Regions from separate parts of the Mus musculus genome. Here all the other regions are linked to region 1. A link is a contact called in public Hi-C and promoter capture Hi-C data. All regions are on one chromosome and are shown on one strand. The core of a region is the stretch at or near the end of the contact, and the rest is flanking DNA. Distances in the headings are between cores, read along the strand shown. Region 1 holds the start of Itgav (integrin alpha V). Region 2 has its middle 16 kb from the start of Prg2. Region 3 holds the start of Slc43a3 (solute carrier family 43, member 3). Region 4 holds the start of Rtn4rl2 (reticulon 4 receptor-like 2). Region 5 holds the start of D930003E18Rik (RIKEN cDNA D930003E18 gene). Region 6 holds the start of Ube2l6 (ubiquitin-conjugating enzyme E2L 6). Region 7 holds the start of Clp1 (CLP1, cleavage and polyadenylation factor I subunit).

The links. Promoter capture Hi-C pulls out the DNA fragments that hold promoters and counts their contacts. A called contact is a pair of places that touch in the nucleus more often than the background predicts. Capture Hi-C pulls out chosen DNA fragments and counts their contacts.
Region 2: a contact with region 1 is called in a Hi-C map of B cells, with 7 read pairs. The contact joins the enhancer-like site here to the promoter of Itgav in region 1. A contact is called at or near these places in 1 of 39 promoter capture datasets (pre-B cells) and 1 of 484 Hi-C or Micro-C datasets (B cells).
Region 3: a contact with region 1 is called in a Hi-C map of B cells, with 6 read pairs. The contact joins the promoter of Slc43a3 here to the promoter of Itgav in region 1. A contact is called at or near these places in 2 of 39 promoter capture datasets (HPC-7-derived erythroid cells and pre-B cells), 1 of 484 Hi-C or Micro-C datasets (B cells) and 1 of 115 datasets of contacts at active chromatin or transcription factors (fibro-adipogenic progenitors).
Region 4: a contact with region 1 is called in a promoter capture Hi-C map of pre-B cells, with 4 times the contacts expected there. The contact joins the promoter of Rtn4rl2 here to the promoter of Itgav in region 1. A contact is called at or near these places in 6 of 39 promoter capture datasets (the C10 cell line, cranial neural crest, neutrophils and 2 more), 1 of 484 Hi-C or Micro-C datasets (B cells) and 1 of 115 datasets of contacts at active chromatin or transcription factors (embryonic stem cells).
Region 5: a promoter capture Hi-C map of liver shows a contact between it and region 1, with 3 times the contacts expected there. The contact joins the promoter of D930003E18Rik here to the promoter of Itgav in region 1. A contact is called at or near these places in 8 of 39 promoter capture datasets (the C10 cell line, HPC-7-derived erythroid cells, cranial neural crest and 3 more), 2 of 115 datasets of contacts at active chromatin or transcription factors (embryonic forebrain and extraembryonic endoderm stem cells) and 2 of 9 other capture datasets (adipose tissue and liver).
Region 6: a contact with region 1 is called in a promoter capture Hi-C map of liver, with 2.8 times the contacts expected there. The contact joins the promoter of Ube2l6 here to the promoter of Itgav in region 1. A contact is called at or near these places in 3 of 39 promoter capture datasets (liver, neutrophils and pre-B cells), 4 of 115 datasets of contacts at active chromatin or transcription factors (embryonic stem cells and large pre-B cells) and 1 of 9 other capture datasets (liver).
Region 7: a contact with region 1 is called in a promoter capture Hi-C map of liver, with 5 times the contacts expected there. The contact joins the promoter of Clp1 here to the promoter of Itgav in region 1. A contact is called at or near these places in 13 of 39 promoter capture datasets (the C10 cell line, the HPC-7 cell line, HPC-7-derived erythroid cells and 9 more), 4 of 484 Hi-C or Micro-C datasets (CD4 T cells, CD8 T cells, liver and 1 more), 6 of 115 datasets of contacts at active chromatin or transcription factors (bone marrow-derived macrophages, embryonic stem cells, kidney and 3 more) and 2 of 9 other capture datasets (adipose tissue and liver).

What each region holds. Positions count from the first base shown.
Region 1 is chr2:83,722,553-83,726,957 of GRCm38.p6, forward strand. Itgav (integrin alpha V) reads left to right here and starts at 1,845. Exons shown (of 30, transcript NM_008402.3): 1 at 1,845-2,367. The coding sequence starts at 2,183.
Region 2 is chr2:84,961,910-84,966,314 of GRCm38.p6, forward strand. No RefSeq gene overlaps it. Among named protein-coding and RNA genes, the nearest start is that of Prg2, 16 kb to the right of the region's middle. Within about 2 kb of position 2,307, at least 47 of the 459 cell types and tissues checked have an H3K27ac peak or open chromatin away from gene starts, as enhancers often do. A contact at or near this core is called in B cells, where this site is marked.
Region 3 is chr2:84,934,339-84,938,743 of GRCm38.p6, forward strand. Slc43a3 (solute carrier family 43, member 3) reads left to right here and starts at 2,308. Exons shown (of 13, transcript NM_021398.3): 1 at 2,308-2,511; 2 at 3,185-3,531; 3 at 3,885-4,014. The coding sequence starts at 3,348.
Region 4 is chr2:84,884,305-84,888,709 of GRCm38.p6, forward strand. It overlaps Rtn4rl2 (reticulon 4 receptor-like 2), which reads right to left and starts at 2,388. Exons shown (of 3, transcript NM_199223.1): 1 at 2,358-2,388. The coding sequence starts at 2,388.
Region 5 is chr2:84,838,204-84,842,608 of GRCm38.p6, forward strand. It overlaps D930003E18Rik (RIKEN cDNA D930003E18 gene), which reads right to left and starts at 2,005. Exons shown (of 2, transcript NR_165656.1): 1 at 1,545-2,005; 2 at 647-1,450. Slc43a1 (solute carrier family 43, member 1) reads left to right here and starts at 2,423. Exons shown (of 14, transcript NM_001083809.1): 1 at 2,423-2,802. The coding sequence starts at 2,571.
Region 6 is chr2:84,796,397-84,800,801 of GRCm38.p6, forward strand. Ube2l6 (ubiquitin-conjugating enzyme E2L 6) reads left to right here and starts at 2,432. Exons shown (of 4, transcript NM_019949.2): 1 at 2,432-2,536. The coding sequence starts at 2,510.
Region 7 is chr2:84,725,212-84,729,616 of GRCm38.p6, forward strand. It overlaps Clp1 (CLP1, cleavage and polyadenylation factor I subunit), which reads right to left and starts at 2,076. Exons shown (of 3, transcript NM_133840.3): 1 at 1,952-2,076; 2 at 318-945. The coding sequence starts at 923.

The DNA of each region.
Region 1 (4,405 bases), core at 595-3,094:
TTTAAGTCCTAGTTAGATTGTTCATTTGTGGAAGAAGCACAAAGAATAACTTCCAGACTTGGAATTTTTGTGGTTAAAGAACTGTATTAAGGTGGGATTTTAAATGGCTATAGTTAGAATAAGCTGTGCAGTTTATTCACATGTTAAGAACAAATCTCAAGTAGTTATCATGTAAGAAAATGCCGTAGTTTTTCATTTCCATCCAGTAAAAGGCACGATTTCTTTCAAAAATTGTGTGTGATGACCATCTGAATGAGAAACTGAAAATCCCAGACTTGTCTTTAGTCTCTAGACCTGAGGGTACCCGACTGGCCGGCAGCATGGTTTTCAGAAAGAGATGCAGAGAACACAGGGAGTGCACAGAACATTCTTGCTCTCCACGAATCATTGTCTGCCTCTTAAACCCCACATTCTGATCCCAAATGGTGACAAGGAATGAAAGAGCAACCACAGGGTCTTGTGTATAAGTATCCACACAGGATTTCCTGTCTCTGAGGTGGCTTTTACATAGGTATTAGCCTGTGGCTGATAAGATCTCCCAACAGTTTTGCTGCTTATTTTTTACATTTTAAAAATCAACTTGCTTAACCCAACTAAGGCTATCCACACCCCCACACATGATTACTTATGTTATGAGATGAATGCATGCTGACACTGAGGTGTTTTTTCTGCTGTGTGAGACAGGGATCTTCTTATGTTGACTGGGCTCAGGGGGGCCTACTGCCTCTGTGCTTAGTCTGGGACTGATTTTTAATAACTGTTTTGGGAAAATAGTTCAAATTCTCCACTACTTTACTTGGAAGTATGCAAGGCCTAAGCAATGCATTTATATTTAATCATTTTATCCTATTGACCAAATTCTTCATTCCTTCTTCTTTCTTCGTCTCACCCTTCTCCTCTTCCTCCTCTTCCTTCTTATCTTGCTCCTCCTCTTCCTCTTCCTCCTCCCTTCTGAGACAAGGTCTTACCTGTAGGCCTGGCCAGCCTGGAATTTGCTACACAGACCAGATCCTCCTGCTTCTCACTTCATGGTGCTAGGATTAAAAGCATTTGCCACCACATTAAAAGCATGGATCACCACTCCCGGCCCATTCATCAAATTGTTTAGCACTTGATATACATAGAACACAGGAATACTGAGCAAATTTACAAAAACAAACAAAAAAAAACCAAAAAAAACCAAAACAAAACAAAAAAGACTTATTTTGTGTGTATGGGTGTGACCCACGTACATGCCTGATACACACAGAGGCCAGAAGAAGAATTGGAACTGGAAAGCAAGAAACAGAAAAGAAAAAAGGAAAGGAAGTAAAAGAAAGAAAAGAGAAGATCCAAGCACAGGCTTGAAGTCTTCTGGGTGGATTTGAGAGGCTCATCACCTAAACTTTGCCTTGCAACGTTTTTGTCAGCCAGTGAGATCCAGTTCCACACACCGCATCCGGGAGGAGCTGTGCTAGCCCTCTGGGAGTTTATAATTAAGTTCAGTGTGTGGAGGATGGAAGGGGAGGGAAATGGCATATAATTACAGAGTTCTGTTGGTGAGCGCCTGCCGGGCTAAGTGGCAGAAGTAAGAGAAGCGGATAAAGCTTTCCGCATTCTTAAACAAAAGTCCCTCAGAAGTGCCTGGAGGAACCAGGGAACGGGGTGTGCCTGGTTCTTTTTCTTTTGATTGCAGCCAGTCCCCGGCTTGCAGGGCTTCGGCTGGAGGCGCGCTGCCACTGCCCCCCTGGTCCTTTGGATCTGGGCCGCAGTCCCGGGACAGCCTCGGAGGACCGGCCGCCAGCGCGCACGGAAGTGCGCCCGGCCTTCTCCTGTGGGAGGCCACCGTGAGCGCGACTTCCTCTTTCGGCGGGGCGGCCCGGCCTGGCCGGCTCCTCCTCCTCCCCGGCCTCCTCCCCCAGTCCGGGCTGCTCACGGTTCCGAGGTACTGTGCTCGCCCCGCCACTTCTCAGCGCCAGGCACCGCGCGAGCCAGCGACAGAGCCGGAGTCCCGGGTCGGACACCGCTCCTCCTGGGTGCCGCCCGGCTCAGCTTCGCGCCGCCCGGCCGCCCCGCCGCCCTTGACCGCAAGCGCACAGCACAGCTCGGCAGTTCGGGGGCGCGCAGGCGGCGGGCCGCGGCCACCGAGCACCGGGACAGGGACTGAAGTCTTTCGGCTCTGCGCCCCGCGCGCGCCCCGGCGATGGCTGCTCCCGGGCGCCTGCTGCTACGCCCTCGCCCCGGCGGCCTCCTGCTGCTGCTGCCGGGTCTCCTGCTGCCCCTCGCCGACGCCTTCAACCTGGACGTCGAAAGTCCCGCCGAGTATGCGGGTCCCGAGGGAAGTTACTTCGGATTCGCCGTGGACTTCTTCGAGCCCAGCACGTCCTCGTAAGTGGCCGCGCTCGAGTCCCCAGGCGCCCCCTCCCCCACCGCGCACCCTCAGCGGATCCGCACCCAGCCGCTGGCTCCAGGGTCCTCCCGGCCCCAAACCCGCCTACTCTCTCCATGCCGCGGCTGGCCCAGGTCTGGCATGGATGAAACTTTTGTGGGGATGACCTAACCTGACACTCAGCATCCAGTTTCACCGTGTCCCCAACTTCTTCTGATTGGCTGGGGACAGTGCGAGAGAGCTTTGAAGGAGCTCTGTTAAGCATCCAGGAAAAGTGAGACATCTGTACAGGCTTGTCCTGCGAGACTTTTGGCCATCTCTTGTCATTCCGTAACTTGCTTCACTTGGCCCCAGAATTTTTTTCTTCCGTATCAACCAGTTAGCCTCTTCCTAGTGCTTTTTGCTTTCTGAAATTAGCTCTTCCTTCGTCTGATTCTCTCTCTCTCGCTCTCTCTCTCTCTCTCTCTCGGTTTTTTTCCCACTCCTCTTCTAGACACTCCGATGACTAAAGTGACCAAATTGTTGTATTAATTTGTAAAGGACTATGAGACCTTTGCGCGTTTAAGGTCCACCAGATGAATGGAATGCGTCATCTGCTCCTTTCTAGTCCACTATTTAGGTCATTGTTCAGACAGAGCGAGGGTGTTTGCTGAGTTTTCACTCTCTGCAGGTCACTTCAATGCTGAAGAATACAGCAGGTCACGTAGGCTTTCAAATTACTCACGTCCCGTGTTGCAAAGTTCCTGAGGATTTGTGACGGCTAATGTCGTGTTTTTGGATTAAAGTTGTCTTTGACTCAACGCTGGCATCATTCTCATCCCTACTAGTGTAGGAAACCCCGATTAAATTGATGTTTTTCATGTCTATTACATTGTATTTCCAAAGAAACGGTTTCTTTAGTTACTTCTTAGTGTACCCCTTGGGGTAACAACATATTTTTTTTTTACCACAAACCCCCAACTCCCCCCCCAATTTAGTTTTGGGGAGGTGCAAGGCATAATTTTGATGGGTAGGTGATACAAGGTTCATTTGAAGGTGACCTAAGTATTTGTCTGAGGTAGTTGGGGCAGCCTCCAGGGTTTGTCACCGTTTTCCTGAACACTGATGAGTATCATAGGAACCAGTCCTTAAAGCAACCTGTAGCTTGGGTGGGGTTGGCAAAAATCGACATTGTTTATGTAGAGCACGGTTTGATTCACATTGTCAGTGCTTTCTGTTAGACCTGAGCTCACACTCTCCAAAAAAACAAAAACAAAACCAAAAAACCACAGAAGCACCAATTGCAGACATTTAACCACTCCCGCCATGCGAATGATCTCTTTGTATGGATAGAGTAGAGCTTGGGGTTCTACTCAGGGGCCCAGGCTGCTGAGTCTGTAATATACCTCTGAGCTACAGCCACATCCACTCTATCAGACCGCTTTAGTTAGCTCACTGTTTAAAAGTTTCTCCTTTCCATGTATTTTTTGTTTGTTTGTTTGTTTTTGGTTTTTCGAGACAGGGTTTCTCTGTATAGCTCTGGCCATCCTGGAACTCACTTTGTAGACCAGGCTGGCCTCGAACTCAGAAATGCGCCTGCCTCTGCTTCCCGAGTGCTGGGATTAAAGACGTGCACCACCACACCCGGCTCCATGTATTTTTTTAATTGTATGCTTTTTACATCATGGCCACTGCACTTGCCCCCTGGGTGTATCTTTTAGATTAAATTATACAGAAATTTTTCTGACTGAAAATATATTCTCTGCCTTACAGGAATTAGCAGTTAAATACTTCAGAGTTGATGGAGTGTTTTGCAGATGTTATTACTTTTTACTGTTATTAATTTAGTTGGTTTTTGTTTTTGTTTGTTTGTTTGTTTGTTTTTTTGCTTCTGTTTGTCTATGGCAAAGATTTAGTATCCAAGATACATCCAGAAACATGGCAGGCTGGCAAGCTTTTAATTGTCTTTTGCCATGGAAAACAGCAGTTTTGAGCTGTTGGTGGTATTTACTATTGTTGATTGCAAGGAATGTAACTAATCTTTGGAAAACATATGGA
Region 2 (4,405 bases), core at 1,057-3,556, 1.2 Mb after region 1:
CACTGGGTATTATGCCCTTACATATATTCTGGGGGTGTTGTGCCTCTACTTTCTTTCTGCTGTCAGCACAAGGGTCCCAGACCACCTGGCGTCATAGAACAGTTTAAGTAAGCAGACTAGAGAGTGAGGAACAATAGAAGTCAGAGAGTGGCCAGATGTTGTCAAGTCTCAGCAAAACTGTCACAAAGGGAGTTTCCAGAGAGTGATGTATAGAGACAAAAAGTCCCCAAATAAAAGGACCAAAAATAAAAAGGAAACTTTCTAGCAGTCAGATCCCAGGGACTTGTAATAACTTATTCAGGCAATCAGAGCCTGACTCCTACTGACCCCTGGTGCCTCACCTCAAATGGTCTCCGAGTAGGACGGGGTATTATGAGATTTACTCTGTAACAAAATAGAAAGCTGCCTCTTGAATTCTATTCTTTTTTCCCCCAAAGATTTACTTATTTATTTTATGTATGTGAGTGCACTGTAGCTGTCCTCAGTCACACCAGAAGAGGGCATTGGATCACATTACAGATGGTTGTGAGCCACCATGTGGTTGCTGGGAATTGAGGACCTCTGGAAGAGCAGTCAGTGCTCTTAATCACTCTCCAGCCCTTGAGTTCTATTCTTAACTACTATCAAAGAGCCCTATTCCCTCTCAGGAACAACTCTGTCTCTGTCTCTGTCTGTCTCTCTGTCTCTTTGTCTCTCTCTGTCTCTCTTTCTCTCTCTCTCTCTCTCTCTCTCTCTCTCTCTTTCTCTCTCTCTCACACACACACACACACACACACACACACACACACACACACACACACCGAGGGGGAGAATGTCTGCTCATTATTAAAATTGTTGTGAATGATGAGCCTGCTCAGTGGGTAAGGCACTTGATGCCGAGCCTGATGACTGGGGTTTGATTCTTGGGGGACCCACATGGTAGGAGGAGGGAAAGGACTGTTGTGAGTTGTCCTATGACCTCTACAGTTTCATGCCCCACATGTACACAAACAATCAAATAAACAAACAGTTTAAACTTTTATTTCACTTCTGGTCTGGTGCATGGTTTCACCATGCTGCCTCTGGCTCATGGTTCCTGTCATGACCCGATGTGCATCCCTTAATCCTCATTGATTATCTGATGCTAATTTATTCAGCTGAAGGTACTGCATGTCAATGCCACAGTACTGACAACACTCTTCCCCAGATTCAGTGCTTTGGGCAGACGAGCCATGTGGCTTTCTTTCTTTCTTTTTTTTTTAAGCTCCCTTCTCAGGAGACAGTAAGAGGCCCTCCCTTTAACATTCATCGTTGCTATGACATTTCTGTCCACTTCAAAGCCTGTTCCTGTGTTTTGTTGACCGATAAAGAGCTCACAGATGGGACCTCTTTGCTTCTGGGCATACAAGCAGCCTGTGTGGCTTCCCACAGTGAGGCTCACACACTAGCATGGTCTTAACGTCCTGGATTATGGCCACCCATACCAGATCCCATCCCAGAGGTTTTAAGTTCTGTTTTCTAACCCCAAACATTTGTTCATGTCTCCCATAACAGTTTGTTTCCTGGGTCCAATGTGTGTGTGAGAAAGACTCTAGGCGTTGCAGGTTTCAGCAGTGACCTTGGGGGCAGCAGTGTGGGGGTTGTGGGGACAAACCCTTTCTCACACCACAGTTCACATTCCCCAGATATAGGGGAGATAAAAATTCTGGTAAGTTTTGCCACAAGAATGAGAAAGAAATTATGGGAATTAAAGACTCAATTTGCCTTAGGCTCTGGCATTGGAATCTTGGAGTTCTGGGGCTGTGGTGCATGGCACCCTCCATTTCTTCACTGTAGAATGACAACAGGAATCTGTCCTGGAGCTGAGGAGCTGTGGACAAGGAGCTGAGGCTTCTTGGCATCTGGCTGATGCTAACCTCTACACCTTCCTCAAGGGAGAAGAATCCACACTGAGGCACGGGGAGAGTGAAAAAGTGGGGAAGATGGCTTTTTAGCAGGAGACAGAGGCTCAAGGAACGGTAGCAAAGGCTGCCCCTAGCATCTGCACACACTCACAAGTCTCAGTCTTCTGTCTCTCTTTGCCTTCCCTTCTTTCCACCACATCCTTAACTCCATGCAAAGCTTCCTTAGGAAGCTCTGGGGACGGTGGCCTCCCTAGAATGGGCACCTGTCCTAGACGTTTACACACAGTTCAGTCTGTTTCACCCAGATGCCTGACAACAGTTAGGTGCAGCCACCCATAAAGTTAACTTTACTAGGTGAAAGAGTACTGGTGCCTTGTGCACACTCCCCAGAGAAGGATTTGGTTAGAATTGTCAGGCTGAAACCTGCCAAGACCACACTTTTTTTTCTTCCTTCCTGCTATCTAGTTAGCTTGCATAGCTCATACCCAGGTGCAGATCTTCTAATTTAAATATTCCCCGGTCTGCTCTTTCTGACCCTGTTGCTCTGACCTAACACTCAGTTTTAAAATTACATGTTTACTTATTTATTGTGTGGGGGAGGGGCACGGGTTACAATGTGCACGTGAGGTAACTCCGGAGGTAGGTTCTCTTCTTCCATCTGTTGGTTGGCTCTTTCTTCCTACCTTGTGGGGATCAAACTTAGACTGCTAGGCTTGGCACCTACCCACCTTTCACATTTGTTTTAACCCTAGCATTTCTTTTAACTGTAACATAAAGATGAAGCGTCACAGGAAACCTCCAGCTGTTCAGAGGAGACTTGGCACACCGTACACAGACCACCTGCCTGGCCACAGGTGTGTTGATCATGGCTCCAGATGTTCTTGCGGTGACAAGGGAAGAGCAGAGAGAGGACATTTAAGTCCTGCTGGAGTCTGGAAAGCCACCACCTTAGGTTGAGGTGGAAAACCACCCTGTGAGCCTTAGCTCAGGGTTGTTTCTGCCCAGTGAAGTAGAGCACACTCTGCCCCACTGCTTGCGATGGGAAAACTTCAAAATGCAAAAGGAAACAACAGACTCCCTCATTATCCAAAACCTTAAGCTAAAGTCAATGAAAATATCAATCTTCATATTCATTTTTGTGTGTGTCATGTTTGTTTCTCCAGCAGTCAATGTGGAAAATTCAAATGCACAGAAATATCAGTACTTGGGAGAGGGCTCTTGATTTCTCTGGAGCCCAGGGGGTGGAGAGGAGAGAGCTGTTCTCACGTCCTCCGGCCAGGTGTCCTTGAGAGTTAGACAGCCATCTGGTTTTTTTGTTTTTGTTTTTTCTCCTTTATGCTTGAGAATGGAGGTTATCATGCCTACTCAGTGAGGAATGAGAATCAGTGGGGCTCCCTATGAATATGCTGGCCCTGCCACACAGTAGGTCCATAATTAATGACACACCGCGTTTTCATGAAGGATGCAAAAATCACCTTACAAAGGTATGCTCCACTTAAGTGTGACATAGTTCGATCTCTTCCTCTGAGTAAGTTCTACCCTACCCATCGTTATCTCCTGCAGGTCCTTCACCTTCTGGCTCCGATTTCTCCATCTTTCCCTATCGGTTACCTACTCTGAGTTTTCACACAGAAACAGTCATAGCTCTGAGCCTGCAGCTGGCAAGCACAGAATTACAATTCCAAATGAGTATCTGTCAGACCCTCAGTGGGAGCAACTGACTTGATCCACAAGGTGATAAACTTGTATGTAAAAGATACTCAGGCTGGATGAAAATGACAGCACTGGATTGTAACCCTAGCACAAGAGGTGAAGGGTGAAGGGTCACAAGGTCGAGGTCATCTTGAGCTACACAATGCAGCAAACACTGCCAAAACGAACAAGCAAAACAGCCCTTGAATGTCTCCTTGTGAGTGACAGTTGAGTTAGAATTCTTTCCTAAGCTCTGCCATTTGCAAGCAGGTGGAATGGGGATGACAGCATCAGTCTTTCTGGCCTCACTTTCTTTATTCCTGGAATGAGTCTGCCATGTCGGATTGTTAGTGGAGGTCCTGGCAAGAGTTCTAGCCCTTGCAAGGCTATTATACTACTCCATTCATGGTTAGACATACTACTCCATTCATGGTTAGACTTACTCTGCCTACTCACTGAGTGGTGAAGGTCAGTGGAGACACCCATGAACATGCTTGGCCCCAGCACACAGTAGGTCTGTAGTTAATGGCACCATGTTTGTTTCTAAAGCAGTCCCAGGAGGTAGTCATCTGTAACTCATAGACGGGCAGAAGGAGACTAGGAGGCAAGGGCACTGCTGATGTGGTGTAGGTTGTAAGGGGCAGAGCCAGGAATATTAAAAGTATGTTTTTAGTGCTTCTTATATAGGCTGCCACAACCTCACATTAAAGAGTCGACATGAGAGCTTTTGCTGTTCACTGCCGTGAAGATGAGTTTGGGCTCTGGACTCAAAGTCAGCTCTGACACTTAGGTGCTGAGCCTTGCTCTTTTTGTCTCTGACTTAGAGATAA
Region 3 (4,405 bases), core at 1,058-3,557, 1.2 Mb after region 1:
AGAAAGGACATGTTTTCTGCAATGTCTCAATATCTGGTGTTAAGACTGGAGAAGTTAAGAGCAGTTAAGAGCAGAGGTTTGGGAGTTGGCAGTTTGGGCTGTGAGGCATGATCTTGGGGCAAAGTCCTTTCAGGATTCTCCACTAAACTCCCTCTCTGGCCCAGATAACTACAAATTGGAAATCTCACCTAGCCTGCTGAATCCGCTCCAGGTGGACTTCACTTTGAGGACAGCTCCTATAACTAAGGTGCTTTGAACCCGTTTTAGTGGGGCAGCTAGTGGGTCTGTGGTCTCTCCCTCTGCAGTAAGTCACTTGAATAGTCTTTTTTGATACTTTGTTTGGGTGGTGATCGGGACCTCACTTCCTGGTGCTTGCCTTCCCACCATCTCCCTGTAGAAAGAGGGCCGAGCCAGGAAGCTGGGCATCTAATGCAAAAAGGCAGCTCTCTCTCCAAGGAGAACTGTGGTTCAGGCAAGGAAGACATTGGCTCATTTGCTCTGGGCTGGAGAGCAGCACAGCTGGTTAGGCCAGCTATTTCATGCTGATCACAAGCTCCGATGGGCAATTATAAATGTCTTTGATTAATAAAAAATGGGATGGTGAATGAATAGTTAATCAATGCAGTCTGGCAGGAAGGCTCTCTCGGAGCCTGGGCTGGGGGTTTCAGCAGGGGCGGGGGGAACAGTGAAAAGGATCCTTAGAGGGGAAAGGCAAGGCCCCCTCCAGTGATGGTTCCTGATAAGCACCTCTGTCCTGATTCCAGCTTCATGATTTTTATGGTGGGGTTTTCTTGGCAGCTCTGGGGATAAACGTGAGGTGGGGAGCGAGTGATGAGCAAGTGGGAAACAGTTTGTATGGTGCCCACCCGAGGGGGCAAGGTAATGCGGAAACACAATGGCATCCACATGCAGTTGCTTTTGATCCCTATGTCTGGCCCAGCGCCTGGAACTGTGTTAAAACAAGCTTAGTTAGGGCAGCTGAGGCAGGATTACCTAAAGCTTAAAGTCAGTCAAAAGAGAGCAAAAAAGACCCTGTCTGAATCCTAGACAACTGTTGGGATAGGAAAAAAGAAGAGTTTTTTTTTTTTAATTAATTAATTAAATTAATTTTAAACTCCAGATTTTATCCACCCTCCGACTGCCCTCTGAAAGACCCAACCAAGCAGCTGAAAGAGTCAGATGCAGATATTTGCACCCAACCAATTGACAGTTTTTGTTTGTTTGTTTGTTTGTTTTTTGGTTTTTCCAGACAGGGTTTCTCTGTATAGCCTTGGCTGTCCTGGAACTCACTTTGTAGACTAGGCTGGCCTTGAACTCAGAAATCCGACTGCCTCTGCCTCCTGGGTGGGATTAAAGGTGTGTGCCACCACACCCGGCTTTTTTTTTTTTGAAAGAGACTCTTTTATTTTACAAGTTGGCAAATGTCGCTTAAAAGCTTTGTCTGAGGAAATCCCAGTCTCTGGTATATGTAAGTGATGTTTGGAGGAGATAACTTGTTCCCTTGCCTCAGGTTATGCCAGCTATTTTCTTTTTTTTTTTATTATTTATTTTTTTTATTACATATTTTCCTCAATTACATTTCCAATGCTATCCCAAAAGTCCCCCATACCCTCCCCCCACTTCCCTACCCACCCATTCCCATTTTTTTGGCCCTGGCGTTCCCCTGTACTGGGGCATATACAGTTTGCGTGTCCAATGGGCCTCTCTTTCCAGTGATGGCCGACTAGGCCATCTTTTGATACATATGCAGCTAGAGTCAAGAGCTCCGGGTTACTGGTTAGTTCATAATGTTGTTCCACCTATAGGGTTGCAGATCCCTTTAGCTCCTTGGGTACTTTCTCTAGCTCCTCCATTGGGAGCCCTGTGATCCATCCATTAGCTGACTGTGAGCATCCACTTCTGTGTTTGCTAGGCCCCGGCATAGTCTCACAAGAGACAGCTACATCTGGGTCCTTTTGATAAAATCTTGCTAGTGTATGCAATGGTGTCAGCGTTTGGATGCTGATTATGGGTTGGATCCCTGGATATGGCAGTCTCTACATGGTCCATCCTTTCATCTCAGCTCCAAACTTTGTCTCTGTAACTCCTTCCATGGGTGTTTTGTTCCCACTTCTAAGGAGGGGCATAGTGTCCACACTTCAGTCTTCATTCTTCTTGAGTTTCATGTGTTTAGCAAATTGCAAAGAAGGAAGTGGTGGAGACAGGGGAGGGTCCCAAGCTCTTACTGGAGGAGACAAGCAGGAGGCGGCCAACCTGAGGCAGAGGACTAGGAGGGGCCATGAGAGCGGGAAACCGGCCCATCGCGGGTAGGACTGGAAGGATACTGGCCGGGTCTGGCCGAGCTGGGCTGGGTCTGGCTGAGCAGAGCAGAGCCGAGCCGGGCAAAGCTCGACAGGGAGGCTCTGGGCGGAGGGTAGTGGAAGGCGGTAGCCTGGTGGCGGCGAGGCTGCGGCGACAGAGATCCGGGAGAGAGTTGCTGCCGGCTGGAGCGCGACCTCTTGCCTGGTGGAAGTTAGTGACTGTCGGTAGAGGCAGCGGGAGGGTGGGTGGGGGTGGGGGATGGGAATTGTGGTCCGAGACAAGGCTCTTGTTGGGATATTTTTCATAGTGACCAAGTAGCCGTGAGACCTTGGGGCAAGTTCAGAAAACCTTCGGAAGTTTTTGTTTTTGCCGCACTGAAGAGTTCCCGCTGTAGACCGAACATTTATTTGTCAGGCCTTCGAATGGCTCAGGGTGGCTGCTCCTCTGGTGGACTGTATTCAGGCTTTCAAGTCGGGGGTTCTGGGGGGGTGGGAGGGGAGCTCCTACCTCTGCTTGTGATGTCCCCAAACATTAGGCAGGATGTGTGTGTGTGTGTGTGTTTTTTTTCCTATGTGGCATGTGTTGCCATTGAGACCTGCCTTATCTTCTTACCCATGGGTAGTTTCGCGGGTTCTGTGAATGAAAGGATGTATGGACGGTATTTTGGCGGGGGGTGGGTGTTGGGGGTGCGTGGGCGTTGTTTTTGTTTTTCCATGTTTGGGAATGAATTCTAGATAACATTCTATGGCTCAACCGCATTCGCTGGTCATGTATGAAAGTTTTTATTTTCCAAATCCTCACGGCCTTTCTCCTGAGGACCCCTTTCCCTCGGTGTCTTTTTCCCAAGCTTCCTGTACCAGGCTACTTCTGCCTCATTTTCCAGGCTCCATGGTTATTCCATGGCGTTTCTTGCTCAACCCAGAGACAGCTGGAACAAGAGGGCTCATTGAAGTCGAGAGCTTGCCAAAGGAATTTCCCACACATCACTACCAGTGGTCCTCTCTGAAGCTCAGGACAGGATTTGTGGACTCACTTCACCTCAGACCATGGCAAGCAAGGGCTTGCCCCTTTACTTGGCCACCTTGTTGACTGGACTCTTGGAATGCATCGGTTTTGCTGGTGTCCTCTTTGGCTGGACTTCACTGTTGTTTGTGTTCAAAGCAGAAAACTACTTTTCAGAGCCCTGTGAACAGGACTGCTTGCTCCAGAGCAATGTAACAGGGCCTTCTGGTAAGGACAAAGATGGCTTTTTCATAGGAAGCTGTGCTTGGTTCCTGGGAGTTGGGAAAGAATAGGAAGGTCTCTGTGCTTTACCCACCCTGCCAGCCTTTCCATGGGGGGGGGGGACTGTCAGCCCCCTCTCACCCCTTATGTGGAGGCTATCAAATGGGGAAGGAAGCACCTGGTTTTAGAGGGGGACCTTTAGAGACCAATATATTTTAATGCACCTTGGTAGCTTTCTGGTCAGCAAAGTTGTTCAAGGTAGAGGGGAGTCTGGTCTGGGCACTGACCTGGCAGGAAGGTTGGGGTGCGTCAGATTCTGTCTCACATAATCAGGGTTCCTAAGAGCTTTTCTCTCCCAGATTTAAAAGCGCAGGATGAGAAGTTCTCACTCATCTTTACCCTGGCATCCTTCATGAATAACTTCATGACCTTTCCCACTGGCTACATCTTTGACCGCTTCAAGACTACTGTGGCCCGCCTGATAGCCATGTAAGCCTGGGCAGAAGCAAGGGAGAGGGAGTGGTGTGTGGGAGACCAGATAGTGGTGAGGCAGCAGTCTGGCTTAGAGGCAAACCCTGCCCCAGCAGCAGGGTCACCGTCCTTAGCACCACCCTCTTCCTACTGCTGGCTTCCTTTCCCTTTGCACCTTCCCCTGTAGTGTCCTATCCTGTTATATGCTCAACTTCCTGAGAGGCCAGGGTTTCAAAATTAACAATGTATAGTCGATACCATCTGCTTTCCTTGTTCCTTGAATCCCCAGTCTCTTTTCTGGCAGGGCCTCACATCTAGGTGGCTCAGGCTTTGCCTTCATTCTCTGCTGCTTATCATTTTCTGAGTTGTCCCACCCAATGGTGAAATTTCAGGTGCCCTCTAATTAGTC
Region 4 (4,405 bases), core at 1,138-3,637, 1.2 Mb after region 1:
AGAGAAGGACTCAATCTACTCTTGAGCCCTTACTGCATGCCAGTACTCCATTTATGCATGCTGCCCTCTTTATCCACAGAACCCAACCTGTCATGGCCCCTGGGGAGATCAATAGTACAAAGGCCCCAACCTTTCTAGGAAGGGAAGAAGACTTCACTCTGAAGTCCAAGTGTAATGTGGGACCCAGAGCTGAAAGAGCACACACTGGACTGTGGACCAAGGACCTGCTCTGACCTTTCTTTCAGAGTCCCCTTCCCCCATCATACCTTCTCAATAAGATATGCTGGCCTAGAGGTAAAGGGAATATAGGTACTGTGCCCAGATGCTCAGTCTTGGAACAACCACAATACTAGCTGTTCAGGGTCGGGGGTCAGGGTCACGGGGTGGGGGTGGGGACAGGACAGGATGGACATAGGCTCTCTCCATAGATTTCCACTCCTAGGTTCCAGGCTCTGGTTACTCTAGAGCACAGCACAATTGAGAGTCAAGAAGAGGTGATCAGTGACCAAAGGCATAGCCAGATCTGGCCACAGGAGGGAGTGGAGAGAGACTACAACATGATATTGATCCCCGGAAGGCTAAGGTACCCAGAGCCAAAAGGATCCATTCACCAAGGGATCATGGTCAAAGCCCAAGGGCTGCCAGACCTTGGAGTACCCAGGATCTGAGATAAAGTTCTCAGCTTGTGCCAGCCGTTAGGCCAGAGGCCCCTGGGAATAAGAAACTTGAGGAGGAAGGGGTGGGGGGCAGTGTCCAAGGCAGGAACCAGGGTGCACCATAATAGGGCAGAGATGTCCCAGTAAAAGTAGACAGGCCTCTAGTTGTAGAAAGAAGGTGCTGGGTCCTAAATACAAGCACCATCTGCACACCTCAAACGCTGCCTCAGAGAAGAGCCAGGGGCCTGCCAGGCAGATGCTGAGGGGGCAGAGGGTGAGGAGGTGGGGGGCCTTGGGAGTGGCAGGGGGGCGATGGCATACCAGTGACGCAGGGGCCTGAGGAGGCACCGATGCAGGTGACTGGAGGCTTTAAAGCTGCTGCAAACAGCTTCTCACTCTGCCAGAATGTAACACCCCAAAATAAGCAGCTACTGTGGGGCGGCAGGATCCGACGTCGGGGCTTGGAGATATAAATGGCAGCGCTGAGGCAGCCCAGGTACCCACCCCAAGGAGGCTGCCCCCCACCCCCACACACAAAGTGCTCACGCTCCTTCCCTCAGCTCTAACCCAGACCCCGAGCTCAGGGTCCTTTGGACTAGCCCAGCAGCTACTCCTGAGAGAAGGGCTATACCAGGCAGGCGCTTTGGAATGGAGAGCTTCCCACGTGGAAGTGGTTACCAGAGCCTCTTTGTCTACTCCCTGGGCACCATCGCTTCTCTTCCATCTCCTTCTCTGGCTTCTGTTGACATCCTAATCCGTCTCAAATCACTCTACCGCGTAGGGATCCCGGCCCCCACCCCTGGTGACCATTTTCCTGGTGTCTGAGTCTTACATCTATCCTTCCTCACTAGCTTCCGCTGGTTTCTAGTCCTCCCATCCCCTTTCCATTCCAATCTCCTAGAGCCCCAGTCCTCACCCTTCCGGTTATCTCCCCCCCCCCCCCCGCTCCCCTCTAGCTTTTTATGCCCCTGTACACCTCTCTCCTGAACTGGTCACCCTCTCCTCCCTCTTCCTTGGTCTTCCCCTGGACCCCAGTTTCTGGTCGTCTAACCTTTATGCCTCCTCCTACCCCTCCTTTATCCCGCCCCCCACCTCCTCTTTCTCACCCCCACCTCCCTAGACACTTTTCTCATCCTGACTCCCCTCCTCCCTCCGACCCCTACCCTCCCCGCCCCCAGTCTCCAGCCCACACCCTTGGCTGTCACTCAGTGCTCGGAACTAGCCTCCTTTTAGCCCCTCCATCTATGCGACTAGGCAGGGCCATTGGGGAATCTCTCTCTACCCCCTTCATTCCCAGGCAGACCCCTACCCACATGGCTTGTCTTCCCAGGTGACTGGAAAGTGCTGAGACACCGGGCACGAGGAGTTGCTGAGTCGGCGCTTCCCCAGCCGGCCCGAGTCCTCAGCGTCCCCCCGGAGCAGGTGGAGCCGGGACAACAGAACCTGAGCCTCTTTCTCCTCCTCCCAGCCAGCTCGGTCTGCCCTCCGCGTCCCCCCTTGGTCACGAGCTCCCCGCACATTCCCGCAGGCTCCAAGCCCAGTGCCCTCCTGCGGCTGGCAGCTCTGGGGGCGGAGGCGCCGCTCCCGCGCTAAGCGGTTTTTTGCTCCCTACCCACCCCACCCCCTTCACTGCCCCACCCTCGTGCCCAAGGAGAGGGGCGCCTCTCTCTCTAGTGTCCTCCCGCCGGCCGGTGTCCCTACCTTGCAGCAGGCGCCGGAGCCCGGGCAGCATCTTGTCTCGACGATCGGGGGAGGGGGCGGCGGGGGGGAGGGCACTCCCACTCGCTCCCTTATCCCGCCGGACAGACGGCGGGGACTCCGCGGGGCTCCGTAAGGACCCGGGGAGTCCCGGGCTACGTAGCGGGGCTGCGGAGTTCTACCCTGCGCCCCCCGGACTCCGTGCCTCGGAAGGAGCCATCGGCCCCGACGGGACGGGGCGGGGCACGACGGGATGGAAAGGGCTGGGTTGACCCTGGACACCCGGTGTCCGCGCCCCTTCAGCAGCGCGGCCCCGCAGGGAGTCGGTTAGTCGGTCGGTCCGTGCGCCCCGGCTGCTCGCCGAGGGAGAGTGGGGACAGCGAAGAAGCGCTCCCCCCCCCCCCCCATTCCCGCACTCGCTGGCTCCTCCCTCGCTTCCCGGCCTGCCGGTTTAACCCTTTGCTGGCTACTAGGAGGAGGGAGTAGTTCTCCATCTAGACCACTCAGTCTCCGGCCCCCTCCCAACCTTGGGAGATCGGGAAGGCTGTGTTCCCGTAGCCTCTGCGGCGCCATGCCTTTAGAGAAATCCCTTCTTGGTGTGTGTGTGTGTGTGTGTGTGTGTGTGTGTGTGTGTGTGTGTGCGCGCGCGCGCGCGCATGCAGTAGTGTTAAGTCCCCTCCCCACCCCCACCCCCTGACTTGTTCAGGGTGAGGATTTCCCAACTTTCCCAGAAGATATGCAGTTTCAGAGCAGTTTCCCACTCAGCGCCCCTCCTCCTGCCCTGCCCTTCGCGATCGTTTGCGTCCCTTAAAGACTGCAAAATGTCACGTTTTCTTTTCTTCCTAGACCCTCAGGGCGGTTTGCATAGCTATAGGACCAGTGTGTCTAGGAGTTCGTGTGAGCAAGTGTATGTGCGCGTGCTCGCGCGCGCAGACGCTTGGGCAGGTGTAGCTGAGTGCTGGCCTTTTATTCCTGTCGGGAACCAGGACCAGGGCGGGAGTACTAGTGTGTGCTCGCTGGTTTCTGCTCTGGTTGAGCCACGCGAGGGCTGTGTGAAATTCTGCGCGCTCGAGTTCGGGATGGGAGGAGAAGGGAATAAATGTTCAGGTGTGTTGTATGTACCTTAAAGCTTTTTACAAATGGGTGTAAGTTTGAGCGTGCGTGCGAATTGTGTGCGTGTGTGAACGCGCGCGCGTGCGCGCGTGTATTTACGTGATATGTCCCAAAGGGTATGATTTCTTATCTCTCGCCAGAGGGCAGAAGAGGATCCAAAAGTGGTAGCAGACTGCTGGTTCACAAAAACTTCTAACCCTCTTCTTACCAAGGGGCGGATAGGGGCCTCATAGGGTCCCTAGACGCCTCTATCCTGGCGGAGTCAGCCAATCCCTGACCTCAGCGCCTTATTTTAAAAGCCTCAACGCCTTTCGCCCTAGTCTTGGTCAGTCCAAGGTGCCTAGTACACGGTTTTTGATAACCCCCGTATGAAGGGAGCCGCTTGGGGAACTGTCGCCAAGCGGCGCACGCGGGGTTGGGATTGCTGCAGTGGTGCCTACGGCGGCGGTGCCAGGGCCATCTGGATGCAGTCGGACCCTGCCTGCGAGTGGAGCGGAGGAACCCTTAGTCCAGGCACGGGCTCCTCTTCATACCTGTGCCTGGGTCCAACGCTGTGCACGGCATACAGTCGGCGCTTTATATATGCTAGTCTCATTCTTCTCATTCACTCCACGCACCTTTTATAATCTGCCATTCTTCTCTCGTACTCATTCGATTTCTCTCATTTTCTCCCCCAACTCTTATTCATATTTTATGATCCCCATCTTTAATCTCTATTCTCTTGTGCGCCGCCTTTTAGTTTCTGTCCTTTCCTCCCCAAAGATGAGATGAGTATATCTTCTGTCTTCATTGGTTCTCTTTCTCTCTGTCTCTGTGTATGTGTGTGTGTGTGTGTGTGTGTGTGTGTGTGTGTGTGAGAGAGAGAGAGAGAGAGAGGGGGGGGGGGAGAGAGAGAGAGAGAGAGAGAGAGAGAGAGAGAGAGAGAGAGAGAGAGTCCC
Region 5 (4,405 bases), core at 755-3,254, 1.1 Mb after region 1:
TTTTTTGGTGTGGTGGCTCAGCAGCTCCTTCCTGGCTACCTTTGTGGAACTCTGCACTGTTTCAGGCTCCTTCAGAGCTCTGTGAATCACACTTTTTTTTTTTTTTTTTTGAGACAGGCTTTCATGTAGCCCAGGCTGGCCTCTTGCAAATTGAACACGACCTTGAACTTCTGATCCCCCTTGCCCCTACCTCTCAGACGCGTGCCACTAACCCTGCTTTGTGCTGTACTTCAGATCAAACCTTCAGGCTTAGACATGCTAAGCAAGCATTTTACCAGCCACACCTCCCACTCCCTGCCCCCAACCCCAGGGTTTTCTCTGTGTAACAACCCAGGCTGCCCTGAGACCAGGCTGGCCTCAAACTTGAGAGCTCTGCCTGCCTCTCCCTCCTGAGTGCTGGGATGAAATGCGTGCACCACCAGCTCTGGTCCGTCCTTTTCACTCTTAATGCACCGAGTTAACCCGTACCCGTATTTTCCTGCAGCATAATTACTTCCTTAATCTGTCCAAACAAGTACTGAATAGCGTTCCTGTTTTACAGATGGGGAAATTGAGGCCAGGTGGACTGAATGGTTTACCAAAAGATCAATCATTTAGCGACAGGAAGCACCTGATCACTGAATCTTGCGAAATAATGACAACAGCGGCAACAATGAACATTTATTATGCTCACCAAGTCAAGTGTACCCAGCATTAATTACTACTGCATCCTAATTCTATCTCCTCTTGACAGGCCGGCAAATGCTGTTATCCAAATTTATAGAGAAGGAAACAAGCTTTGAGAGATTAAGTTGCCCAAGGTAACTCGGGCTAGACAGCTTTCAAAATGCAGACTCTTAACTGGAGCATATAAACTCCAAAAGAGTTCCCGACTCTTTTGGAAAAGAATCCTTTTCAACTTCACAGTTCAAGACCCCACCCTAGCCTTTCCAGCATCCAGTTTAACTTCAGCCAAGTTTTTGGTTGTTTTGAACAAAGATGTAGAGAATGCTGTCAAACGTTAGTTCAGGGGGTCAACAGAGAAGCTGGGGGTCGAGAGTGGAAATTTAGGCGCCCCGGGCGCACTGGGTAAGAAAAGTATCTGGGGACCAACAGGCGAGTCACGTGTGCATGAAACTCGACCTAAGGGGTGGGGAAGGACGGGAACCCCCGCCCCCACCTTGGGGCGCTGCTCCCAACGCCTGTAAATACAGCTATCAACTCCGCAGATCGCGTAGTCCATGCCCTGGCTTCCCGGCTTCACCTATCTGTGGCGCCAGGACGGTTCCCAGATCCACTGCTTCTTTCGAGGGCGCAGACGAGGTGAGACCGGCGGTTCCGAGGCCCGCTGGGTCTGGCACGCAGGGAAGACACCCCGCGTGGATGCGATTTGGAATTGGGATCCTGGGTCTCAGGAGATCCGGAGTGTGGAAGCGCCGGGGAGACTCTGTGTTACTCCGGGTGTCAACAGCTGCGGGAGGCAAGTTTGTCGGGGACAGGTGAGCAGCTAGCGCAGCTCAAAGTCACCCAGCCACACTTGCAGGTCCCTGTGAAGCGTCCGTTACCTGAGTCTCTGGGCACATTGTTCCCTCTGTCCGACCCCTTCATTCTCCCCTTCTTCTCTTCCACTCTGTTTAGAACCACGGTTGTCATTATAGGATGGGACCTCGGGGATCCCTGATTCAAAAGCCCCGTTTCACAGATGAGGGGCTGGGCCACCCCCTAGAGAAGGGTCTCTTTCTCTTCGTCTTTCTTGTTTGCTCTTCCCCTGATCATTTCCTCTAGGCTCGCCCGGGTCTTGCTTCGGGTCCCCGGGTCAGATCGCCTCCCTTGTTGGCGGTGGCTACCGCGGCCCTGGAGGGCTCGGGTTTCTTCGTTCCCTCTGGTAAACACACCCGCCCGCCGGCCACCCCATCTGCCTCCTTATAAAGTATGTCCTTATAAAGTCTGCAGGCACCGGACTTCCTGCCGGAGCCCAAGCCCCCTCCCAGGGACAGAGGGGCTGGCGCGTTCCCAGGCGCGCGGCGGAATGAGGGGCGCGCGGAGGCGCCACGGGGCCCGCCCAGGGTCTCCCTCCACGTGGCAGCCGTGGGATTGGCCCAGGAGACAGGACGAGCGCCGCCGGCTGTGTCAGGCGGGAGGAAGTTTTCTACCCGGGCTCTGGAGAGGAGGAGTAGAATGAAAGGCGTAACTAGAATAGAGGGTCTCGGGGTAGCCCCAGACTTCCCTTTCCGCCTCCTGCTCGCTTCTGAGAATCCGATCTGGTGCCTAGAGGCTGGCTAGCTGTGGGCCAGAGGTGGCTACAGAGCACGGTGTGCCCCTTGGTGACTTTGAGAGACTTTGGGAACTTGGGGGGTTGTCTCCTGGAGCGGGATCGGGGCGCCCTGGCTCGGGTAGGCAAGCCCGGCAGCGCGCCAGGAAGTTGCTTCGCTCAGACCAGACCTTTCTGGTTCCTGATAGCGCCCTGCGGGCCAGTGGCGCGTTCGCTCCTGGCACTGCCAGAGCGCGCGGAGCCAGCTCCGCAGCACCGGGCTCTATGGGGCCTCCATGAAGGCTCCATCTCTTTGGCTCCAGGGGTCTCAGGAGCCACCATGATGGAGTACCCTTCCCAAGGGCCGCTAGGAAGCCCTTCTCTGAGCGCTCTGTTTCTCTGCAGAGTCTCGGCCACCATGGCTCCCACGCTGAAGCAGGCGTACCGCAGGCGCTGGTGGATGGCTTGCACCGCTGTGGTGGAGAACCTCTTCTTCTCCGCGGTGCTCCTGGGCTGGGCCTCCCTGCTGATCATGCTCAAGAAGGAAGGCTTCTATTCCAGCCTGTGCCCAGGTATATCTGAGAAGGGTGTGGGGGTGGGAGGTGAAGACCGCGAGGGACGGTAGAAGGAGGAGGCAGGAAGTTGGAAAACAAGGACAGGTGGTCAGGCAGAGACAAAGCGACAAAGCAGGGCTGCCCAAGACCGGAACACTGGGCAGCTAGGAATTGGACAGCCTCACTTCATGATCTCTTCAAACTTCAGGTGCCACTCTGTCAGGATTCTCTGATTCAGTGATGAGTGAAAGCCAAAGTCCCACTAGGCATACATATCCTGAGACTGATTGCCTATGACAACCTTCTGTCTAGAGTAGTCCGTAGACTCTTAGAAGTTCTGCACCTACCTGGATAAGGAATGCTCAAGTTAAACAGGTCTTTTGTGTGTGTGTGCTAGCAAGCATTGAACTACATCACCAATACACAGAGAGTTCTTAATGAGATCAAACAGAAGTACACAAACTGGAGAATGGACGTGAAGGACCTATACTCTTGGTCTTTTCAGGACCTTGGAGTTCCCAGGTCTACAAATCATCCCTTTTGTACAAAGTTAAAAGCCTTATTTCCTCTAGAATGGATATTTGTGGAGCGTTTGTTTCTGTTTTCCACACCAATCACCTTGGTCTTGTGTAAAGTGACCCGGACCTGGAGTGGGAATTCTAAACTCTTTGAGAATAGTTAGTGCAGCCAGAGGCTGCCTGTCTGCATCTGTCCGTCAGGGAGGGAGCGCCTCACTTAGTGACTGGGACTTGGTGGATATTTTTCTTTTCTGGAAAGGAGAGTGTTGTGCTCAGTGAAGGGGCTGTGTGGTGTGCAGTTTGATGTCTCTCCTGTCTCTTTCCCCACATCCTTGTTGTGGAAAGAAGGCCAACAGGGATTGGAATCCCGGCTTCCATCTCATTTAACCAGTGAGTTCCTTGCAAATTGAGTGTCCATTACCTAGAAACAATAGTAACATCAGTTCCCTGGATGACTAAGTCTCAACACACATGTGAATGTCCTTCTGGCTTCTCCTGACTCTTCAGCTCAACCTGTTGCCTCATTGCTTAGCCTGTGAGTGTGGGAGGATGGAAAACCATTTCCTTGAGGGTGGAGGTGAGGAGGTCTTGATATCTATCCTTACTTGCAGCTCCAGCTATACTGTGGGGCTGCCCCACCCCTGCTGAAGTTATCTCTAAGGAAGCAGTGGGTTGCACCCAGCTATGGCACTCAGCCCAGGTGCCTGGCCCCAGTTACAGAGGGCTGGGGCTGGAGATGATGGAGTTAGTGTGAGGCCTAGGAAGGCAGGGTGGATTCCTTGAGGAAGAAGTCTGAAATGGAATGATAGGCTTGCATTTCAGGATGGTTGAGAGGACCAGGTGGGTCCTTAGGGACCCCCACCCACAGGAGATTCAAATCCCTCTGAGCTTTCTCTGGAGACTAGAGAGCACCATCCCTTTGTTGTCTGGTGGCCTTGATGTCTGCTATAACCCATCCAGTGGCTTCTCCCTGTCTTCTGTACTTGGAGGTAATAGGCTTTCACTAAGAATTCTTTAGGAGAAATTGATTTACCTTGTACATTTTGATGATGTTTGATAAATATATACACTCTAGTAATTATCACAAGTCAATATTTACAACA
Region 6 (4,405 bases), core at 1,182-3,681, 1.1 Mb after region 1:
GAGAAAGGCCTGTGTACACGCAGGTAGAAAGTTCCCCTAAGCCAGGGGCTTGGGAGTGGGGTCCTTCACTGCTGTGCATCATCTGTACTCTGTCCCCCAAGTATATAAGCACCCCACACTCCCTTTCATCACTAAACCCATCTTCCATATGTAATCACACTAACAAATGGCTTCTCATGCCTTCTACCTACAGCCATGACCATTCATTGCCTATTCTATCTTACCACAAGCATAACCCATGCCATAGCTTGGGCAAGAACAAAGGCTTAGGTATAACACAGATCTTGAATGGACATTTTTCTGGGCTGAAGATGCAGCTCAGTTGGTAGAGTGTTTGTCTAGCGTGCACAAAACCCTGGGTTCAATCCTCAGCACTGCACAACACTTGATAAAGCAGTGCACATCCATGATCCCATGTCTTAGGGTATGAGACGGAGGCATAAGAATCCTGAAATTAAAGGTTCAGCTGGTGAGATGGCTCAGTGGGGAGGTGCACTTGTTGATCTTCCAGAGGACCAGAGGACTTGGGTTCAATTCCCAGCACCCACATGGTGACTGATGACTGTCTCTAGCCCCAGTTCCAGAAGATCTAATGCTCTCATTTGCTTCTGCTAGGCATGCAGGTAGTTAACAGATATATATGCAGGCAGGAATCCATACACATAAAATTAAATTAAATGATTTTTAAAAAATTAAAGGCCATTGTTAGCTGCATATCAAGTTTAAGACCAATCTGAACAACACAAAATGGTATTTAAAAAAAAAATACTGGGGCTGGAGAGATGGCTCAATTGTTAAGAGCACTGACTGCTCTTCCAGAGGTCCTAAGTTCAATTCCCAGCAACCACATGGTGGCTCACAACCATCTGTAATGAGATCTGGTGCCCTCTTCTGGTGTGTCTGAAGATAGCTACAATTTATTCATATATAGAAAATAAATAAATAAATAAATAAATAAGTAAAAAATACTGAAGGGAAATTTTCTCTCTGTGTTTCAACTGCTTGAGAGCCCCTCAGAGGACAAACACCACAATTTCTCCATCTGATGTGTTCCATCGATAGTACCTGGCACTTGGTGTTAACTAAGACTACTAACCAGAAATGGGTTCAAATGCCCTTATCTCCAAACTATATTTAGGGATTGCTGATGGTGTCCTGCTTATTGCTGGCATTTAGAAGGTATCTGGTTAAAGTTATTGAACTGAAAAAAGAACCCAGAATCTTTTTTTCTTTTTCAAGATTTACTTTATTTACTATATGTAAGTACACTGTAGCTGTCTTCAGACACACCAGAAGAGGGCGTCAGATCTCATTTCAGATGGTTGTGAGCCACCATGTGGTTACTGGGATTTGAATTCAGTACCTCTGTAATAGCAGTCAATGCTCTTAACTGCTGAGCCATCTCTCCAGCCCCAGAATCATTTTTCAAGCACATCCTATATGTAAGCAGAGCAGATATTTGGTTCCTGGACAGGAAAATAAAAATCATGTGACCTACTGGGTCAAAATCTTGGGCTTCAAAATATGCTAATTTCTGGGCTGGAATGGGTGAGGCAGGTAGGTGGATTCCCTTCTAACTCTAGAACTTCTTCCAGAGGCTGGGGGCTGCTATTACACCTTGGCCTCGACTTGAGCTGGGATGAGGGGGGTCTTTACTCTTGCGCAGAGGGCTAGAGACTTCTTGGCTGTTCATTTGGACACACAGTAGTTCCATAGTTTGTAATCAGTTGGTGATAAAATATAATAGGCTCCTGAAATCTATCTCGAGGCTTCAGCCACCCATCGTTTTCCCAAATTGCCACACAGCAGACACTTTCTATGTGTTCAGTAGAGTAAAACACAGAACGCCCAAAATAAAAGCGAATGAGTCCAACAGCGTCCTCTAGTGGTGCTCGGGCACCAAGCAACCTAAAAGAAGCATCGCTGCGTTTCTGCCCATCTGCTGGACTGTACCACTCAGGGAGCGGTCCTCGGAGGACATAAAGTCTATACTGACCCCCCCCCCCCCACTCTCTTTTAGAACGGAGCACTGAACCCACAAAGGCAAAGTGACTTGGCCCAGGATTCTGAGACTTTCTTTAGAGGTGGTAGGTTCACAATTCCATTGCGGAGGTCGCAGAGAGCCCTGCCCCGGAGCTACTTTGCATCAAGAGTATCTCATCTGTGCTTTGGGCGAGTTTGCTCTCAGCGTCCGGGGAGCTGACAGAGGCTGGAGATGAATCCCATCCTGGCTTCTACGAGATGTACCCCGCAAGATGCAGGAACCAAGAGGAGCAGTGCGCTCCACCGACGTAGTCTCTGATCTGCAAGGAGCATGAGTTGCTGAGATACGAGATCGCCAAGCTGGGCACTCGACTGCAGCCTCCAGATATCCACCAAAGGGGTGGGGAGCAGGTCTTTGCAGCTAGAGTCGGTGTGGGTGGAGTGGAGCGTGGGCGGGGCTCGGGAGCTGCAGTTCAGAGAGCGGTGTCCTGCTGGAATCTGCTGGTGCCCCACGCTCCAACCCGAGATGATGGCCAGCAAGCGAGTGGCGAAAGTAAGCCTATGTAGGATGACCCTTTCCTTGTGCCCCTTCCCGCCCTGCCCTAACCTTTCCGCCCTGCCCTAACCCTCCCCTGCCCCCTTGCTCTCTGAGCTTTTTTTGTTATTTGGGTACCAGGGCTGGCTGAAACTCAGGTATCCTCACCTTTTCCCAATGGAGAAATGGGAGGAGAAAGGCGCGGTGTGTGTGTGTGTGTGTGTGTGTGTGTGTGTGTGCGCGCGCGCGCGCGCGAGAAGGAGGGAGAAAGAGAGGAGGAAGGGAGGGGGCCTGATTGAGAAGGTCTGGAAAAAAAAGTTGTCATCAGCTTCAAAAAAAGTTGTCATCAGCTGTACTGGCCACGAGAATGAACTGGTCTTTCCAAATGGTTTCCAATGTATTGGGCTTTCCAAACTGGTTTCATTTTCAATTTCTGCTGGAAATTTATTAGTGGAACTTATCTAAGGCACAGGAAGGGCTCTGTTGCTCCGCCTAGTGGATACACCCATAATTTGATACCTACATTACCCGAGGCCACAGAAGAGTGATGTTGGGCGGTGGGGTGGTGAATGGACAGACCGTGAAATAAAACGTACAGACTAGTTCCTGGATGAGAAGTAACAATTTATGCTCTGAGTAGGTTATTTGTATGCAGTCCTGCTCCAGCTACTAAACGCCTACTTTGTACTAGCCCAGTGCCAGGCAGCAGGAGCAGAAAAGGAACAGAAATCTTGTTCCGTTTGAACGTTCATTTCTATGAGACACTATTTGGTACTATCTGAAAGAATGAAAAAAGGGCAGTTTCCTTAGGAATGTCTAGACCGCTGAATGGAGCCAGGATTAGAGATCGTGGAGGAGAAATGCTCGTGAGCCAGGGCTGGTACCGCTAGGCTTTGAGTCTCCCCGAAGTGCTCCTCTAGTCTGCAGAATTGAGGGGAAGGCTTCCTCAGGAGACAGAAGGGATGGTTGCTGGCCTCATGTTTCTCTCTCTCTCTCTCTCTCTCTCTCTCTCTCTCTCTCTCTCTCTCTCTCTCTCCCTTTCTTTCTTTCTTTCTTTCTTTCTTTCTTTCTTTCTTTCTTTCTTTCTTTCTTTCTTTCTTTCTTTCCTTCTTTCTTTCCGAGACAGGGTTTCCCTGGCTGTCCTGGAACTCACTTTGTAGACCAGGCTGGCCTCGAACTCAGAAATCCGCCTGCCTCTGCCTCCCCAGTGCTGGGATTAAAGGCGTGTGCCACCCAGCTGGCCTCATCTTTCAAAAAGAAAATTCTTTTGAGATGGAGAAGTCCAGAGCAGACCCAAAACAGAACTAAACTTTGTTGGTTTTAGGCTGGTACTAAATGGGGCAAAGGGTAATTTGCTACCTCAACGCTAAAAGGTAGACTGGCTTTTGTTGCTCCGGAATTGTCAGCACCAGGCAGTTTGTTTTATTTAACTCTTAGAACAACTGTGAGATAACTGTGTCTTCCCATTTCATGGAAGAGGAAACTGAGACATCAGGGAGAGTAACGTGGCTGGCCAGTGATATTCTGCAGAAGTAATGGGGCTGGAATTTGAGCCCAGACTGATAAGAGTCTAACTCACAGGGCTTTTCCTGCCTGTTTGCCTTCACTTTCATTTCTCCTAAGTCAGGTGACTTACTAGCTGGCTTTGGGAGGAGCTGTGTGCACTGGTGTGGGTTTCAGCAATCATGGAAAGTTCGTCAGAATTCATCAAAACACAGAAAATTCAAGTGTTAAGAGAGAAAATTTCCCTTCGGTACTTTTTTTTAATACCATTTTGTGTTGTTCAGATTGGTCTTAAACTTGATATGCAGCTAACAATGGCCTTTAATTTTTAAAAAATCATTTAATTTAATTTTATGTGTATGGATGTCCTGCCTGCATATATAT
Region 7 (4,405 bases), core at 826-3,325, 1.0 Mb after region 1:
AAGGTGTGAGCCACCACTGCCCAGCATATGCCAGACTCTTAACTGCTGAGCCATGTCTCCAAGCCCCCTGCTTCCTGTTTTACCTCTTAATAATGAGTTACTACGAATAATGCCACAAGATGCTATGCAGTCTACAGCTGACTTATGTTAAAATGATCTTATGAAATCAGGTGGCAGTAATACCACACCAAAAAATAAAAATAAGAAAGGCAATTATATTCAAAAGGAAAATTTTGCAGTTCTAAGTAACAAAGTTCCCTACTTCCTACCCTGATTGTAACTTTTCCCTCCACCCCCTCTTAAATTCCAGTTCTGACCTTATTGTAAAGCTTGATGTTGGTGCCAGGCGTGGTGGAGCCAAAATGATACACAAGAGGGGCCTGGATGGAGAAACCTTCTTCCACATCTGCTGGACGCTCAATGTACAGGGCCCCCATGGTACCAGGGATGGACACAGAGCCCTGGCCTACATCTAACTCCACGTAAGTAGGACGGCGGCCCAAACGCACTGCGTAGTTGAGTAGCAGTCGACACACAGTGGACTTGCCCACATCAGTAGGACCTACTACCATCACTCGGGGACCTCTCTCTTCTTCCTTTTCTGCCTGCCTCCGCATCTGCTCCAAGGCTGTATGAGTGTTGAGGTAAAGCAACATAGGGGTGTCCTTAGAGACATAAGCCACCTCAGTCCGGCCACTCAACTGCAGAGAACAGCCATGCCAAGTGAAAACAGCCACCTTGGCACCAGCATCAAAAGTGAATTTCTTGTTTCTGGTCAGCTCTGTGCCAAAGATCTCCGCCATGCCAGCCAACAACTCCAACTGAACCGATTGAGAGGCCTCCACCTCAAATCGAAGCTCTGTTTCTCGCTCTAGTTCAAACTTAGTCGTTGGCTTCTTGTCATCATTGGATTCCTCGCTCATCTTTCCAGTAAAGCTGACGTGCCTAGGACCCAAATTAAACATTTGATTAAATCACCACATCAGGCCACTATTCAAAAAAATCTTCCACTGGTTTAGTCCCTTTATCTTTTTCTGCAGTTCTTATTGCTGCCAGACTCACTGTTTACAGCCAGTCTCTCCACAACCAGAAGCTAAAGGTGTTTTGTTTTGTTTTGTTTGTTTCTCTGTGTAGCCCTAGCTGTCCCGGAATGCTCTGTAGACCAGGCTGCCCTGGAACTCAGAAATCCACCTGCCTCTGCCTCCCAAGTGCTGGGATTAAACACGTGCGCCTCCACTATCCAGCAGTAAAGGTATTTTTGTTTGCTCCTGGGCCTCTGGTAGGTGGAATAGTAACACACCTCAACAAAAAGTAAGAGTGAATGACTAGGACATAAAAAGAAAACTACCTACCGATGTAACTAACAGGAGATTTGAATTGCATAGTCTTTCCTCCATCACTCTATTGGAAAACAAAGTAACACATGCCCATTGTCCAGCTCCCTTAGCCAACACGAAACAAGCTCTGAATCGTATGCAAAGAACAGGACACTGGGTGCAGACTCAGAAAACAGTTGCATGTCCAACTCTGGGACTACTAGTAGTTACTTACTATAATCCAACGACTTAATACCTGAACCAACTCCCCAGCTGCTATATGGTGGGCTTTTACACGTCCTCTTGTAACGGTGCTGGGCCGGGAATAACAAGGACCACAGTTGGAAAAACAAAACATTGTAAATTAGAAACTACTGCCGGGCAGTGGTGGCACACGCCTTTTAGTCCTTGCACTTGAAAGGCGGAGGCAGAGGCAGGTGGATTTCTGAGTTCCAGGACAGCCAGGGTTACACATAGAAACCCTGTCTCGAAATAACAACAACAAACAAACAACAAACTACCAAAGAAATTTAAATTACTATTTCTAATTCTGAACCACAATTCTGGGTCTAGTTAGCTCCGACACCAAAATCTGCCGGGGCTTCTCAAAGGTAATTGGGATCCTTAAGCCTTACCTATACGGGCACGGACTCAAAACCAGCTTCACAGAAACCTGGGACCTCTGGAAACCTCCGACCTCAGCAAACCTCGGACCTCAGCAAACCACGAATAACGTTCACCTAAATACTAGCCGGAAAGCAAAGGCGGTTCCGCAATTGCGCAGTAGTAGAAGACGCGATCGCGTGATGCATCTTGGGACCTGTAGTTTGGAGTGAGTGAGCGCGCGTCGCCGCTTGGCCCTCTGGGAAATATAGTTCAAGGATTGTTCGGTGACCCGCGGAGGTGGGCGGGGCAGCGCCGTCACTTTGTGTGGGAAGACGACCGGAGGCGGAGAGGAGAAGTTGCTGGTTCGCCCTCGGGAGGGAGGTGGTTATAGGGTCTCTCCCTATCTGCTGTCCAGGAAAGCTAAGGGCGACCAGAAAGGGAGAGGCATTGCATCACTGTCTAGATCAGAGCTCTGCTCGACTAGACCACAAGCCAAAAAGTGGGGAAGTTAGCCTAAGCCGGAGACCCAGGCAGCTGGAAAGTGGCAGAAACACGCGCACGCGCACGCGAACACACACACATCAGGTCAAGCAGTACCCATTTGAGTCTATGCGGAACTGGCACATAGAAGAAACAAAGTGTAATTCTCCCTCTCTCCCTGCCCCCACCCCCACCTCCTCTGTATGCTCAAGGTGCCAACCTGGCACTCCATGAGATTCTCCTGCCTCTGATCTGACTTCTGGGATTTACAGACTTAAGCCAATAACCAGGCTGATTTTTTTACTTTAGTAAATATAGAATAAAAGTCCTATGATTTCTTTCGTTTATCTTATGAATCAGTCATTATCCAACAACTTCTGCCAGATTCTAAACTGTTTCTCTATGCACATCTGACAGTTATTCAAAATCGTTGACACCACTGCTAACTGGTTCCACGCCTATAATCCACTTCATGAGTATGGCCTTTGGAAACTTATATTATTTTACTGCCTGACAGGCTCCCTTTCCCTGAGACATCTCTTGTCTATAAAATGGGAATAATAACAGTATTCAACCTCCTAAAGTTGTTTTGAAGATTAGATGAGACATATGTGCTAAGCACAATGCCTATAATATAGAAAGTATCTGATGTTAGCCTTAAGTTTTTATTATAGACTGGGGAGACTATAATATCTGTTTATACATTTTTCAAAGTAGTTCCAGGTGTCTGTGTCACTGTACCCAACAAGCCGGGCAGTGGTGGCGCACGCCTTTAATCCCAGCACTTGGAAGGCAGAGGCAGTCGGATTTCTGAGTTCAAGGCCAGCCTGGTCTACAAAGTGAGTTCTAGGACAACCAGGGCTATACAGAGAAACCCTGTCTCGAAAAAAAAACAAAAAAACAAAAAAAAAAAAATACCCAACAAACCCAGGTAGGTATAACATCTCCAATTTCATCTGAGGAGAAAACTAGGCTAATCAGTGACATTTGCTCAAGAACTCAGTTATTAGTAGAGGTAGACTTTTGTTGTTTTTGTTGCTACTACTGCTGCTGCTGTTTTAAGACAGTGTCTTCACTGTTCTGGCTGTCTTGGAACTCACTACATACACCAGACTGGCCTCAAACAGAGATCCACTTGCCTCTGCCCCCAGAGTACTGGATTTAAAAACATTAAAGGTGGATTTAAAGGCTTAAAGGTAGATCTTTTTTTTTTTCTTTTTTTTTTTCTTTTTTTTTTTTTTTTTGATGGTTCATTTCTTTTTTTTTTTTGGTTTTTCGAGACAGGGTTTCTGTGTAGCCCTGGCTGTCCTGGAACTCACTCTGTAGACCAGGCTGACCTTGAACTCAGAAATCCTCCTGTCTCTGCCTCCCAAGTGCTGGGATTAAAGGCGTATGCCACCACGCCTGGCAAGGGTTCATTTCTTTTGCCAACTTAATTGAATCAGTCCTTGGACACCAAGGGTGGTGCAACTTTGGGTGTATCTGTGAAAGGATTTCAGAAAAATGCAACTGAAGAGGAAGATTTGCCTTGAATGTGGACAGCTCCATTTCATGGCCTGAGGTCCTGGACTGAATCAGAAGAGGAAAAGGAAAGGCCACTTAAGGACCTACATTCCAGCCGGGTGGTGGTGGTGGTGCACGCCTTTAATCCCAGCACTTGGGAGGCAGAAGCAGGTGGATTTCTGAGTTCGAGGCCAGCTTAGTCTACAGAGTGAGTTCCAGGATAGCCAGGGCTACACAGAGAAACCCTGTCTCGAAAAACAAAACAAAACAAAACAAAACAAAAAAAGGACCCACATTCCTCTCTGTCTACTTCCTGATCTGGCCAGACGTAAGCAAGTTTTCACCACCATAGCTGCATGCCATTGCCACTGCCATGTCTTCCCCGTGTTGACTGACTCTGTCTCCCGAACCATTCATCAAGATAAAAACCTCCTTTCAGTTGCTTTTTGTCAAACATTTGATTATAGCAACGAGAGAATCATAACTAAAACATTTAAACC